Linked DNA regions of Mus musculus: region 2 is linked to region 1. A link is a contact called in public Hi-C data. All regions are on one chromosome and are shown on one strand. Each heading gives the region's core, a stretch centred on a gene start, on an enhancer-like site or on the middle of the called end of the contact. The rest is flanking DNA. Distances are from core to core; before and after follow the strand shown. Region 1 has its middle 120 kb from the start of Gm23056. Region 2 has its middle 61 kb from the start of Gm23056.

Region 1 (6,969 bases), core at 2,393-4,892:
CCAGCATAAAATAATTGGAGAACTCCAGGTCCCTCATGAGAGATTCATCTCAAGAAACTAGGTAGAACTGGTAAATTTTAACCCAAACTTTATTAGATGCCATTTTTGCACAGGTCTCTGACTACAAGATACATAAATATATAAGAATTAGGAATGGCTTCAACAAAGAAACATGAAGATTCAATTTAGAAGATAAAGGAACATGAAGATTTAATTAAAAATAAAGGAATACAAAGATTTAATTAAAAAATAAAGGAGCATGAAGATATAACAATAAAAAATAACTCAGGGTAGACGACTCTTGAGAAATGACACCTCAGGTTGACCTTTAACCTCCACGTGCATGCCTGCAAATGCATGCACATTCGTGCACCCTCCTAACGCCTACATGCAGCCACATGAACATGTACACACACCAGTTCATGTATACCTGCTCGTATGTGTATATACATCAATTCCACAATTGATTCCCAGGGTATATGATTAAATGTGGGCAAGCGTGTTGAGTGGTCAGCTGAGTTGGCTGCTCCTGGCAAGGGTGGATGTGCACTCTTCCGACCTCCTTGCAGAGAGAAGCTTCAGCAAAGACAAATGTTTGTGCTCAGGCCTGGGGAACTGGAGCATGCCTGTCCCTCTACTGCCAATATGGACACACTTTGACCAAGACAGGGCAACTCTTGCTTATCCCTGTATGCTTTCCAAAAAATAGGGAGGGACTGTGGGAGAGTTCAGTAGGTATCTACATGCATGCTGCGGTATGCCCAAGACTCTACCCTCTCCCACACAAACACAGATAAATAAATATAATTTTCAAAAAGGTAGTCAGTCAATGCCATGATTACTAATTCAGGATTGCAGAGAGGGGGTAATATCCATATCTGTTCTTCAAGAGCTGGTGTTTTCACAAGAGGTTTGGGATGGACTTGAAGCATGGAGCCTCGTAGGAAGAGGAAGGGTTAAGCTTAGTCTCAAGAGGCTTGTTAATTGGTGTTGGGGAAGCAGCAGAGGTGAACATTGTCTGTCATTCCTCAGGGGCCACACACCTTGTTTTCTGAGATAGATTCTCTCATAGCATCTGCAGATTGCTGCTTGGCTGGGTGTCTGGAGGGAGCTCAGGACTCTTATAGCCACATTCCAGGTACTGGGGTTACAAATGCACACGCCCCATGCCCAGCCTTTAACATGGGGTTGGGGCTTGGCCTCACTCAGGTTCTTAGGTTTGTACACCCAGCCCCTCTCAGAAGGCTTTAGACACAAATCCAGTTCTTTTGCCTTTAAGGGTGCAAAAGGAGGCAGGGGTGGGGTGGGGAGACAGGTTTTGAAGGGGACAGGTTGAATGCCCTGGATCTGCCACATAACTAACACTAGGATGAAAAGCAATGTAAGATCTTGTTTATATTCTGTTACTTTCCTACCAAATAGGGATAAGGAAACCTATGGAAGGTGGTAGGAAGGCTTAGGTGAGGCTCGGGGAGCTGGTTCAGTTGGTATAGTTGCTGAACAAACATGAGGATCTGAGTTTGATACCTAGAAGTGCGCACGGTCTGTCTCCTCCCCAGCTCTGCCCTTACAAGCATGCACCATCACACTGGGCTCCTCCTCCTCCTCCTCCTCCTCCTCCTCCTCCTCCTCCTCCTCCTCCTCCTCCTCCTCCTCCTCCTCCTCCTCCTCCTCCTCCTCCTTTTCCTCCTTCTCCTCTTCATGGATTCTGGGGGTTGAGATCAGGTCTTCATGCTTGCACAGCAAGCTCTCCTTTGACTGAGTCATTTCTGAAATCTGTGGACTTTTAGTTTGTTCGAATTTTTTACCGCATCAGCAAATGTCTACAAGTGACTTTAGCAATTTCATTCCTGGTGGCCAGTTGGTGTCATAAATGAACATTGTGTTGACATATTTCACTTATTTGGTGCTTTTTACATCCTTAAAGTGCCATTGCATATATTCTCTTCTGAAAACCCAGCTAGGCAGAGATTACTAGCCCGGTTTTAAAGATGAGGCCATGGATGCACAGGTCAGTTCTCTGGATGGAAGACTTGCACTTAGGGCTCGCTTTCTTTTCTGCTTCTCCTGACCTGTTTCTTCCTCTGGAGAATGGTGCTACGGGGCTGCATTTACAAGACTATAAGGGGACCCTTGGGGGACCCTGACCAACAAGGAATGATCATTCATCCCCTAGTGTTGGAAATCCCCACTGCTCCTCAGACTGACAGACACTACTGATAGTCCCCGGAACTGTGAGTCTCCCAGTAAGGTATGACAAACCTCAGGCCCATGTTTTCAGATAACTGTTAGTGGCCACAGAAGTTCCCCCAAGATGGTTGGTTAACCTTTGTCAAATCTGTTCTGACTCTGTGTGGGCAGCTGGGTTTCACCAGGAGGGCACTGAAAGTACTTGCCCAGACAGTCCAAGCCTAGAGCCAGGAGATCCCCACGTCTTCTTCCCTCCCTCCTGCATGGCTTCATAGCCTTCCTCTCTGACATATAAAATATGATATCTTTGACATATGTTCCTGAAAACTGTATACAACACTTGCTTCCAAACTTCTGTAAGGGGGGATCAAAAGAGGGTCCAGAAGCTTCTAAAATACAGATCAGAAGTTCAGTGGCAATATCAGTCGGATGAACTGGTTTTTCTGAACGATTTCTGCAATTAATACCATGGAATAAAGGAAGATTATAGCTTTAAAAACTGGATGTGAGAAGATAAATGTCTCTTTATTTTTCATTGATCAATGAGTCCCTGTATTCCAAAGAAGGTACTGACCCTTGCTGGTGTCATGAACTTCAGTATAAAAGAAGGGGAGGAGTGGGTTCAGTCAATAAAGGGCTACCCAGGCAAACACGAGGAGCTGGGCTCTCTATGCCAACACTCGTGTTTAAACAAAAAAGCTAGAGGTAATGATACGTGCCTGTAATCTCAGCACTGTGGAGCTGGAGCAAGGAGGAGCCTGTGGCCAGTCAGTCTATCCAAATCAAACCAGCAGCTCCGAGTTCAACAAAGTGCCCTGGTTTTTTTTGTTGTTGTTGTTGTTTTGTTTTGTTTTGTGTTTTGTTTTTTGTTTTTTTTAAGGTGGAGAGTTATTGAGGTAGACACCTGATTTCAACTTTTGGCCTCTGCATGCTTGTGTGTACACATATACACACCCCAAAGCAAACAAGGAAGGGAGGGAGAAAGAGAAAAGGAAGGGGGGGGGGGAAGAGTTGCTTTCCTTTGTGTGTAGAGTGGACTGCGAGCAGCTAGGCTCAGAGCCATGACTTGGAGAGCCTAGGCAGATGGCTTCATAAACACAGTCCCTGGGCGGCAGAGGTTTGGATGGTCTATCAAGATGAAGAGCACAGGCTTGAAGCTGGGATATCTGTTTAACGATGAGGCTAGACTGTAGGGAAGTCACACGTTTGACTCTGTGTTTAAGAAAGGTCACACGTGGAGAATCTTGTATCAGGTGGCTAGCCCCCGCAGAAGACCTCACAACATAGGTTTCAAGTACCCGTGAACCTCAGATAGATACATCCTGTTTTCTTTTTTTTCTAGCCTTTCAAAAGTGGTATTCAATACTCGAGAAAACCTCAAAGCTTTAAGTTGGCACTAGCCAGCCCAATTTAAGGTCAGGTTTTGCATAGAAGACTCAGACAGGAAGCAGGCTGGTGTAAAAGCAGCCAGAAGGGTAACGAAACAATACCACTCCATCCACCGACTATGCATGGAGATGTGCTATGTCATCTGATGGTAGCTTTGTTTTCCCTTAGCAGTTTCATTTGTGAAAGTGACTACTACCCTTTAGCACGGCCCCTAAGATGGCTGTGTGTAGAGCAATTTTAAACCAGCAACATGGTCGCTCTGGTAAGGAATCACATCCAAAAACATCCAAGGTCTATATGATCTGGCTGGAATGCAGGCATTCCCTGGATTATAATATGATCTGGAATATAGATACACCCTTAGTACTCACCTTTAATCCCTAACAATGAAGTAAGGTTAGTTTGTAGAAGGAAGCAGCCATGGTCAAAAGTGATGTTTAATTAGGGGATGGTCAAAGTGACAAATCAGAGAAAGGTTTGGCAGAATGAGTCAGAGATAGGATGTGCCCAATTCTCGCAAGAGCAGGCAGAAATGAGAGGCGGCTTAAGAACAGTGCAGAGAGAGCAGCAGTCACTTCAGTCTATTGAGAGCCAGTGGAGTGAAGTCAAGTTCATGGCAGTTCATTTGTTGGCCTTTCAGTCCATGGAGTTCAGAAGCAGTTTTTAACCAGGACAGTTTTACAGAGACAGGTTTCAGAGAGAACAGCGAGACACAGGTGAAGACAGAATGAGCTAGAAGACGAGAGCAGATTACCAAAGTTAGTTTGAGGCCAAGCAGAGCAGAGCAACTCAGTCAGAAGCTGAGATTGAAGCCAGATTGAATCAGTCAGTTTGGAGAGGAATTTGGTCTAGAACAGCTAGTTGAACCAGCCAGCTAGAGTTCAGAAAGAACTAGAAAGTGAGGGTTTACCGGGCATTAAGCCACAGAGATGACAATTACATCAGGCGAATGAAAGTTACATTTACAGCTGTACAATCCTTCCGAATGAAAGGAAAGTTTCACTCTGTAACCTGGAGTCCATTCTCAGTCATGACTGAGCCGTGGATGGCTTGAGCAGGTATTGCAACATCTAGTCAAAGCAGAGTACAGTCTTTTATCTCCTTGGTGCGTGTTTGTGTGGGCATGCCTGTACATGCACATTTACGCATGAATGTGGAAGTCAGAAGACAACCTCAATTGCTCCTCATGGATGAAGCACCTTGTTTGTTTGAGACACTGTCTCTCCCTGAACCTGGAGCTCCTTGAGTATGGAGGCTGCCTGGCTAGCCCCAGGGATCCTGCTGTCTCTACTTCCCAGTGCTGGGGATAGCAGGTACACTCCATACCATGCATGGCGTTTTCCGTGGGTCCCAGAGGAAACATCGCCATCTTTCCAAGGAGGGAAGGAGTCAGATCGGCAGGGTGTCATCTTCGCCGTGTGCCCGTTATGGTTTTATGACCCCAGAGTATCATTCATCTGTGACAAGTCTGTAGGCTGGCCTGTTAGATTTTAAACTGTTGAATTTTCATAATCTGTTTATGAGTGAGTCTGTTCCCCACTGGTTATGACTCAGGAATCACAAGGAGTGATCTGGAAAAGTGGATGATTTATGAGAATAAACAGCCAACTCAGTTGTCCCTCTCAGACCAGACAGTTTAAAGCAGAACTAGAGACCAGGCGCTTTGATCTTTTAAACAAGCTTTTTAAAGAGCATGCGTTAATGATCTATAATAATGGTTTCATTATGCCATTTCTGTAAAGCGTATACTTTGGTTGTGTTTGCCCTGTTGCTCTCTCCTATCTCCCCCTACCCACTGCTGCTTTCTTTATTTACTAACTTGTCCCCTCTTTATTTTCACCTCTGTTTTCTGTGAGTCAATGAGTTGGATTAAGATTGCTTATAAGATCCTGGGTGAGGGCTTTCTCACAGGAGCACCGGTGAGAGGTTACGTACAGGGGTCCAGGTGAAGAGATCCTTATGAGAACACAGGTGAGAGGTCGCCTGGAGGAGTATCAGTGAGTGGTCACTTACACTATCATGGGCAACTTGCCATGGCTACACCATGGAAGAAAAAACGGGTGAGACTTGGATTTCTAAGCAATGTTAACCAGTGTTAAAATGTCTTGGGCCAGTTGGTAGGACTTATTAACAATAGCATAGTGGGTGTTCTCAGAAGGATCACATGAAGGCTTGTATGCTGATTTCTCATAAGACAATTACAAAGGTAAATTCTAGCAACACACTCAACAGGTACATTTTGACTATTTTAGTGAAGAGTTAAAGACATTTTAAAGTATTTCTTTATTAACCGAATAGATGCATAAAGCAAACAATGTTATCAGGGGAATAATGATATTAGAGGAAAAGTATATAAGCAATGCTTGAAACTTTATATATCAAATTACCACCCTCTAGAAATTCTCACACAGTCCACATCAAATCATATGTACAAGTCTTACACTTAAACACAGACACACACACACACACACACACACACACACACACACTAACATAGTCACATACATACTCACACATACACCTGATTTTATGTATTGAATTTTAAAATTACAACTAATTCTATTACTTTTATATAGTAGATCATTCAGAACTTTGGGGACCCTCTAAATGTAGTACATTAGAATCTTTAAAGTTTGACTATAGAACCCTGTTCCTAAATTATTCCTAGTGTGTGTGCATGTGTGCCCTCTCACAAGCAAGGTTGATATCAGGTATCTTCCTCAATCACTGCCCATGTTATTGCTTGAGACAGGGTGTCTGATGGCACACATAACTCACTGATTAGCTAGCCTAGCCAGCCAACAAGGCCCTGGGATTGATTAGGTAGCCTGGCCAGCCAGCAAGGCCTGGGACTAGCCCACCTTCACTTCCTCAGGGTGAGGACTGTCTGAACTCAAGGTCCTCATGTTTGCCCATTGTGCACTTTATCAAAGGAACCATGCCCCCAGCCTGGAACCCTATGTTTTCTTTTCTTCCTTCTTTTTTTTTAAATTGAAGATATTTTTTCCCATACCATATATTCTATTACGGTCTCCCTCCCTCAACTGCTTTCAGATCTTTCTACTTCCCTACCTGCTCAAATCCACACGATTTTCCCCCTCTTTCATTAGAATACAAACAGTCCTTATTTAAAAAATTAGTAATAATAGGATGAAACCAAACCAGAATAGGGCGAAACAAACAAAAGAGCCAAAGAAAAAGCACAAGAAACACACATACATGCTACAACACACACATTCAAGAAAAAAAAAGAAAACGCAGAAAACCAATAAAAACAAAATCAGAAGCCGTAATATATAAATAAAAGATCTGTAAGTTCAAAGAAAAAGCTCAGGCAAAACATAGTGAGAAAAACCAAAACCAAAACCAAAACCAAACTAACCAATCTAC
Region 2 (6,969 bases), core at 2,847-5,346, 58 kb after region 1:
AGTTCTCCCATATACCCTTCCTTGCTCTCTTTCAAATTCATGGCCTCTTTTTAAAATTAATTGTCTGTTACATGAATATATTTATATTCCTGTATATATAACCTGTGCATCTGTACAATGTTATCTGTGTGTATGTCTTTATGGATGACTGCTTGGTATTAGATGGCCAACTGGTGAGCTCTTCCCTGGTGAAGGCTATTTCTCCTGCTCCCAGCTTTTCTCCGTTGCCTGCAGTTCTTTGTGTAAGGTTGAGGCCTTGTGAGCTTTGCCCCAGAAGTCTCACCATGAGTCCATGAACATGACTGCTCAGACATGAGCCCAACAAGGACTACACAGATGGACATGGCAAATGAGCTGCTTTGAAGGATTTTATATTTATTTTTTATGTGAGTACTGTTAAAGGCCAGAAGAGGGCATCAGAGCCCCTGGAGTTGGGAAGTTGTGAGCTATGTGCCCGGAGGTGCTGGGTACCAAACTCTGGTCCTCTGGAAGTGCAGCAAGTACTCTTAACCACCCATCTCTCTAACATCAAATGCTTGTGTACTGATCTTTACCTTACAGGTAGAGAATCAAAGCCTCCATGTGGATTTGAGATGAGGTGAAATCTACTCTTTTTCCCAGTCCCACTCTAAACAAATGCTGGCCCTCTCCTTCAGTTCATAAGAACAAAAGCTTCCTACACTTCCATGGGTGTGAGCAGATGTTCAGTGTGGGTGTGAGTGCAGTCGAGGGCTCTTTGCGGTCCCCACCAGCTGCCTCTGGGCTCTGCTCCGATGGCCCCCAGTGCCTCGCAGGGACCATTAACTCCACCCAGAGCCTTTGATTCTTGCTTTCAAAGAGTTCTGGCAACTTGACCCTTTCCTCATATGTCTTTGTTTCTTTACCCGTTTCCTTTCTGTAGGACTTTGCCAGGGTGCTGGGATATATTTCAAGGCTTCTGAAGGGGTCTAACCGACTGGAGGAGAAATTGTGAGAAGAGACTCACATTTGTGTGTGTGTGTGTGTGTATCCTGCATGCCCCAAAGTATCTTGCACACTTCAGTAAACCAGTCTGCAAGATCTGGAGAAAGAGAAAATTCCATAGCCCATCAGAATAGGCTGACTGAATCTCCCCTCTCCCCCTGTGAGTCTCTTATATTCTGGGTAAGTCTCTCTCTGTCTCTCTTGTAGGCAGATCCTGGAAAAAAAATACATGGTTCTCTCCCTTCATGTTCCACAGGGCATTAGGAGCGGGAGAGAAAACGCTCTAGGATCTGAGGGGTCCCATTTTCAAAGTATTCACCTCCACACCAGTGGTCCACTGTCTAGGCAGGTGCTGGACTTGTAGATTTAACCTAACTTGGACTAATTTCTTTTCTTTTTTTTAAATGGTGTTTGAGGTCTTGGGTGATGGCTCCATTGGTAATGTGCTTGCCTTACAAGCATGAGAACACAAGTTCAATACTCAGAACCTGTGTTAAAATTAAAGCATGGTAGTGTATGCTTGTAAACTCAGTGCTAGGGAAGTGGAGACAGGAAGCTTCTTGGGGGTTCCCTTAGCCAGCTGGTCTACCCTATTTAGCAGGTTCCACAAGAGATCCTCAGGAACATTAAGGTGGGTGGCTTCTAAGAGATGACAGTGGAGGTTGTCCTTCGGCCTCCAGATTTATGTTTATTCATGTACAATGTGCCTACACATACATGGACACACACACGTACACAAGCCTACACATACATGAACATACACATGTACACAAGCCTACACATACATGAACACACACACGTACACAAGCACACCTTCGTATGGAACCCACACGGGCTTTTTTCTTGTTATTATGCCATCAATAATAGAGCATAAGAGTTATGCACACAGCGTACACAACCTATGGTGTGCGTATGTTAGAAACCAGCACAGCTTTCTCATGCCACTGCTACTTCATAAGATTTGCAGCAATAGGTTGGGGTGGTTTGGGTTTGGGGAAGAGCTCTTGGGTGATTCCAGTGATTAGTGGAGTCTGCAAACAGCAGATGTCGTCAACGAGATAAAGGAAAGGCCCATATAACATTCAGGGGTTCTGCAACATGGCCAGTGAAAATGAAAGCAATTATCCAGAGAATCCCAGCACCAAAAAACCTCCTACATTTTTATTGGGATTATGCCTAACTTTCTGAAGCCTCGGGACAGGAAGCCCAAGTGCGTCCACACGCAGCTCCCGTGAGAGACGGCTGAGGTGGCAGTTTGAGCAGAGGGGGTGGCAATTGTGCTTTCTGGATGGTTTTGCTCCCTGTGGCCGTCACCCACTCTGGACATGCTGACAGCTCCCTCATTTCATACATGCTTATAGCTCATTAGTTTTCCAGCCCACAAGCTGTGAGTCTCCACTTTGACATGGAAAACACTGCCTGTTATTTATAGTGTGCCATGTTTGGGCTGGCCATCAGAAAATATATATTGAAACAATTTTCCACTTGTTTAAGTTTCTCCTCTCCTGTGGATTTTAGTCCTCTTTCTTTCTCCTTCCCCATCCCTCTTTCTCTGACAGATTCTCAGTCTGCAGTCTGTGCTGGTGTCAAATGCACAGTCCCTCTGCCTTAGCCTCTTGAATGTGTCCCCATGCCTGGCTCGAAAACTTCAATACATCTTTTAATAATATCTCATTTCAGGTTACTATCACTTGCATTATAACAGCCAGATGTCTTATCCTCATGTTTTGGGGGTCCACAGATTTACTTTTCCGCTGCATTGTTTCCCATACGACCAGTTGGCTCCGTGCTTCCTAACTTAAGTGTGGGAACTTTGGTCCTGCCTTTAGAGACCAAAAGGAATGCTTGCAGCCCCGTTTTGGGTCATTGTTCTAGGCTCTGCATTTGCTAAATGAATTTGTTTAATGCCAAGTTTCCCGGGAGAGAAGCTAGCCTATTTTAGTCCATCAAATTCATCATCTGCTTTTTATTGTCCTTGTGGATATCAGTGGGTTTAGAGGCCAACGACCCAAGTTACTCGAACGTCAATTGAGGACTGCCATCTAGTGGCCGGGCAACCTCTGTAGCTAATGATGTCTGTGGAACAACCTGCCAGAAAGGATCCAATTCTACCTGCTCCCTCGGCAGAGTCTTCTGACAGGCTAGATGCACCTTCCATTTCTGCTCTCTGATTCTTCAAAGTAACTGCCACAATGCCAGGGTAGCGACCTCCCTATGCCTTGAAGGAGGAGAAGTCATTCTCGTTCTGGTTGTAGTTATTTTTGGACCCGCCTTTGGGCAATGGTTTGAGCCAAGTTTTGAGAGGTTTAAAGCAAAAGTTTTAATACTATGCAAGGTAAGACAGAGGCTTGCAGTGGGGGCGGAGTCTCACCTGCCCAGCACTGGTTTTCTTTGATCTTCCTTCCTTCCTTCCTTCCTTTCTTTCTTTCTTTCTTTCTTTCTTTCTTTCTTTCTTTCTTTCTTTCTTTCTTTCTTTTAAAAAACCCTTTTATTTGAAAGATTTGTTTTATTTTTAATTATGTATATGTGTGTGCATCTGCTTGAGTGTGTGCAGATGAGTGACAAAAGAGAATGTCAGGATCCCTGGAGCTGGAGCTACAGGTAGTTGTGAGCTGCCCTTTATGGGTGCTGGAATCTTGGGTCCTTTAAAACAGTGGCACACACATGCATGTGTACACACACACACACACACACACACACTCTTATCTCCGTTGTTGGGCTCTCCTTGGTCTGGAGATGACTCAGACAGGAGTGACTGGCCAGTAAGTCGCAGGCATCCCTCTGTTCCCACTTCCTCAGGGCTGGGAGTACAGATGCATGCCACTGTGTCTGACTTTTCTTTTCTTTTTAAAATGTTTCTGGGAATTAAATTCAGATCCTAAGAGTTAAGTCAAGCACTTTACTGACTGAGTCACCCCCAGTCCCTGGGTGTGGGCTTGCTAAGTGTGACTCCTGCACTAGCAGCATTGATATTGCCTGTGACTTGTTAAGAACTCGCAGCCTCTTGGTCCCGGCTGGATGGGAAACTCTTGGGAAGAAGCCCAGAAATCGGTCGGAGTCTTAGCTGCTCCAGATGAACACTCAGCTTACAGCACTGTGCTGGGGAAAGGAGTCGGCTCTGGGCCCCAGGGTCCGACTCTGGGCAAACGGGAAGTAGATGGTCTCCAGGGTGCATTTGGTTCTCCACAACCCTCCTTCCTCTTCAGGGCCCTTTCCCTGTGCTATTTACCCAACAAACAGCATACCTTTATTAGGCGGATGCTACAAGCAAGCCATTGCTTCCAGTCGTGTAGAGAAGGGAGATGCTCAGAGAAAGGGACAGAGGACTTAGCTGTCATGACTTTGTTTTGTATGTGTTTCCATATGTCCAGGAGCGTGTGGAGGCCAGATGTGGTGACACAAACCTTTAATCCCAGCACTTTGGGGACAGAAGAAAGGAGATCTGTGAGTTTAAGGCCAGCCTGGTTTACATAGTGAGTTCCAGGACAGCCAGGACTAAATAGGAGATCCTGTCTCAAAAAAAAAAAAAAAAATCCAAACTAATTTTTCAAAAAAAATCTTTTGGGGAGTTAGGGGAGGTGTCACGGTGTCCATGCGGAGGTCACAGGACAACTTGTGGGAGTCAGTTCTCTTCACCAGGTGGGTCCTGGGCTTGTCCTCAGTAGCTAGGCTAGGAAAGAAGAGCTTACACCTGCTGAGATCTCACCCGCCCTCTACCTTATTTTGGAGACAAAGTGTTTTACTGACTTGGTGAGACTGGCTGGCCAGGGGTTCCCAGTGTTGGCATTACAATGTGTGGTGCCAGGCCCAGCCTTTTCTGTGGGTGCTGGAGATCTGAACTCAGGACTTTATACTGTCATCCCCCTTTACCCCCCATCCCCGCTCTCCAACAGTTGCCTAGGGGATGCCTCTGCTGCTCCCAGGACTCTGTTTAAAGAGAAGATCAGCAGAAGTGGGGTTTGATGGAGAACGTAGTACAGGTTTTTGGGAGATGAGTGTGGCTTCAGAGCTGCTTGAAACCTTTATAGCCTCCTGCCTGCAGCACTCAGGAGACATGCTTTGTTTTTAATTTTGTTTTGTTTTTTGTTTTGTTTTTCTAAATTGAACTCTAGTCCATTATAAAAAGATTAAAACAACATGCTGCGATTTCACCACCCAAAGGTTAGGCAATTCAAAAGCCAAGAGTCGACGTGTGCTTATTGAAAGGCCTTGGGGAAAACTGTCAATAGTTCTGGAAAGTTTGGCTGCCCGTTCAAAGACCTGTTTCATGCTCTGCATCAACCTGCCTGGATCAATACGGCCCGTATGTCGGCCAGCACATTTGCCTCTTGTTTAATTTGCCATTTATAAGTTTGGTCGGTCCAATGTGTCTAAGCAATTACAATGCAGAGAATAAATAAGCACGGCGGCCAATCAAACTGGATTTGCGGCACAATTAGACATCAAGTGCCCACAGAGCCGGGCATAGCACTCCACTCGCAGATGAGAATACAAATGTTTGCTTGTACATCAAATGAAGTCTCTTCTCTCTCCTGAATATAAATGGCTCCTGGATCGATCTTCCAGGCAGGCCCATGTGAGAGAGAGAGAGAAAAAGGCCCTGCTTTGTAAGCCGGAAGTCTCGCAGAGAGATGGTGCAAGGCAGAGGTCCCTACTTTTCTTCCTGTTCCTGTGGCAAAGCACTCTGACTGAAAGCAATTTAGGGGAGGAAAAGGTTTATTTGGGTTCCATGTCACAGTCTATCATGAAGGGAAGGTCCAGGCAGGAACTCAAAGCGACTGGCTGTGTGAGGTCCACAGTCAAGAACAGCGAGAAGTGAATGGACCCTTGCTGCATGTCTCCTTGCGTGTCACCCAGCTAGCTTTCTCTAGAGTCTAGGGTCCCACTGTGAGCGACGAACAGTCAAGACAATCCCTCACAGATGTGTCTACAGACCAACCTGATCTACGTAGTTCGTCAACTGAGACTCTCTTCCCAGGTGACTCTAGGTTGTGACAAGTTAATTAGAACTGTCACAGCAGTCTTGCAGAGTACCAAAGACAACTGTCCCCACCAGATCCTTTGTATATTATTGCATCTCATTTGTTATCTGTAACTCTGGGTCAAAGCAGACATCTTCACAAGTAGCTGGGGAAACAAACAGTCTAAAGGGGCACGGATGCCTCCTGTATAAACTCAGCATCTGTGTTATTTCCAAACCTGTAGTTTCAGAGTGCTGGACTTCCCGGTCAAGAAGGGAACAACTAGGACTAGGGCCAAGCTTAGTGGGAGAACTGGGGTATGTGTATCATGGCTGTGGGTGTGATCTCCATCACAACAAAGCAAACAAAGTGAACCTGTACCCCAGTGGCCTTTATCCTCCATGCTTCTGCTGTTCCTCACGAGTCCGTGATCCCCGCTCTACCACCCCGAGAAGAGCAGCTTTCACTGGCCGGGTGACCAAGCACTGAAGGGTTAGACTCAAAGCTGATGTGGACCTGACAGAACCGTCCCTGCACATTTGAATGGTTAAGATGTGTGTGGACTTCATAAACGGCTGTGCGGAGTGGGCTCTGTGTCAGTGGCTTGTCAGGTGCATGCCCCTAGAGAAACTGCTGTGTGTGTGAATGTGTGTTTGTGTGTATGTGTGTCTGAGTGTGTGTATGAGTGTATGTATTTGTGTGTGTTTGTATGTATGTGTGAGTGTGTGCGAATGTGTGGGTGTGGTGTGAATGTGTGAGTGTGTATATTTTGTGTGTGTGAATGTGTTTGTGTATATGTGTTTGAGTGTGTGTGAATGTATGTATTTGTGTGTATGTGTTTGAGTGTGTGTGAATGTATGTATTTGTGTGTGTTTGTGTGTATGTGTTTGTGTGTGTGTGAGAGAGAGAGAGAGAGAGAAAAGCAGACAGAGAGATAGAGAGAGGGAGAGACAGAGGGGGAGAGAGAGGAGAGAGACACTTTGAAGATTTTATTTGTAGTGCTTTTGAAGATTGGCTGCTCTCAGACCACAGGTCAACCCTCCCA

What was found. A called contact is a pair of places that touch in the nucleus more often than the background predicts.
Region 2: a contact with region 1 is called in a Hi-C map of regulatory T cells, with 1.9 times the contacts expected there. The contact joins two enhancer-like sites. A contact is called at or near these places in 2 of 15 datasets of contacts at CTCF or cohesin (CD8 T cells and large pre-B cells), 24 of 484 Hi-C or Micro-C datasets (the 63-12 cell line, B cells, CD4 T cells and 17 more) and 8 of 115 datasets of contacts at active chromatin or transcription factors (CD8 T cells, acute myeloid leukemia, bone marrow-derived dendritic cells and 5 more).

The regions. Positions count from the first base shown.
Region 1 is chr1:128,763,514-128,770,482 of GRCm38.p6, forward strand. No RefSeq gene overlaps it. Among named protein-coding and RNA genes, the nearest start is that of Gm23056, 120 kb to the right of the region's middle. Within about 2 kb of position 3,643, at least 69 of the 459 cell types and tissues checked have an H3K27ac peak or open chromatin away from gene starts, as enhancers often do. A contact at or near this core is called in the 63-12 cell line, B cells, Th2 cells and 2 more, where this site is marked.
Region 2 is chr1:128,821,410-128,828,378 of GRCm38.p6, forward strand. No RefSeq gene overlaps it. Among named protein-coding and RNA genes, the nearest start is that of Gm23056, 61 kb to the right of the region's middle. Within about 2 kb of position 4,097, at least 65 of the 459 cell types and tissues checked have an H3K27ac peak or open chromatin away from gene starts, as enhancers often do. A contact at or near this core is called in the 63-12 cell line, B cells, Th2 cells and 2 more, where this site is marked.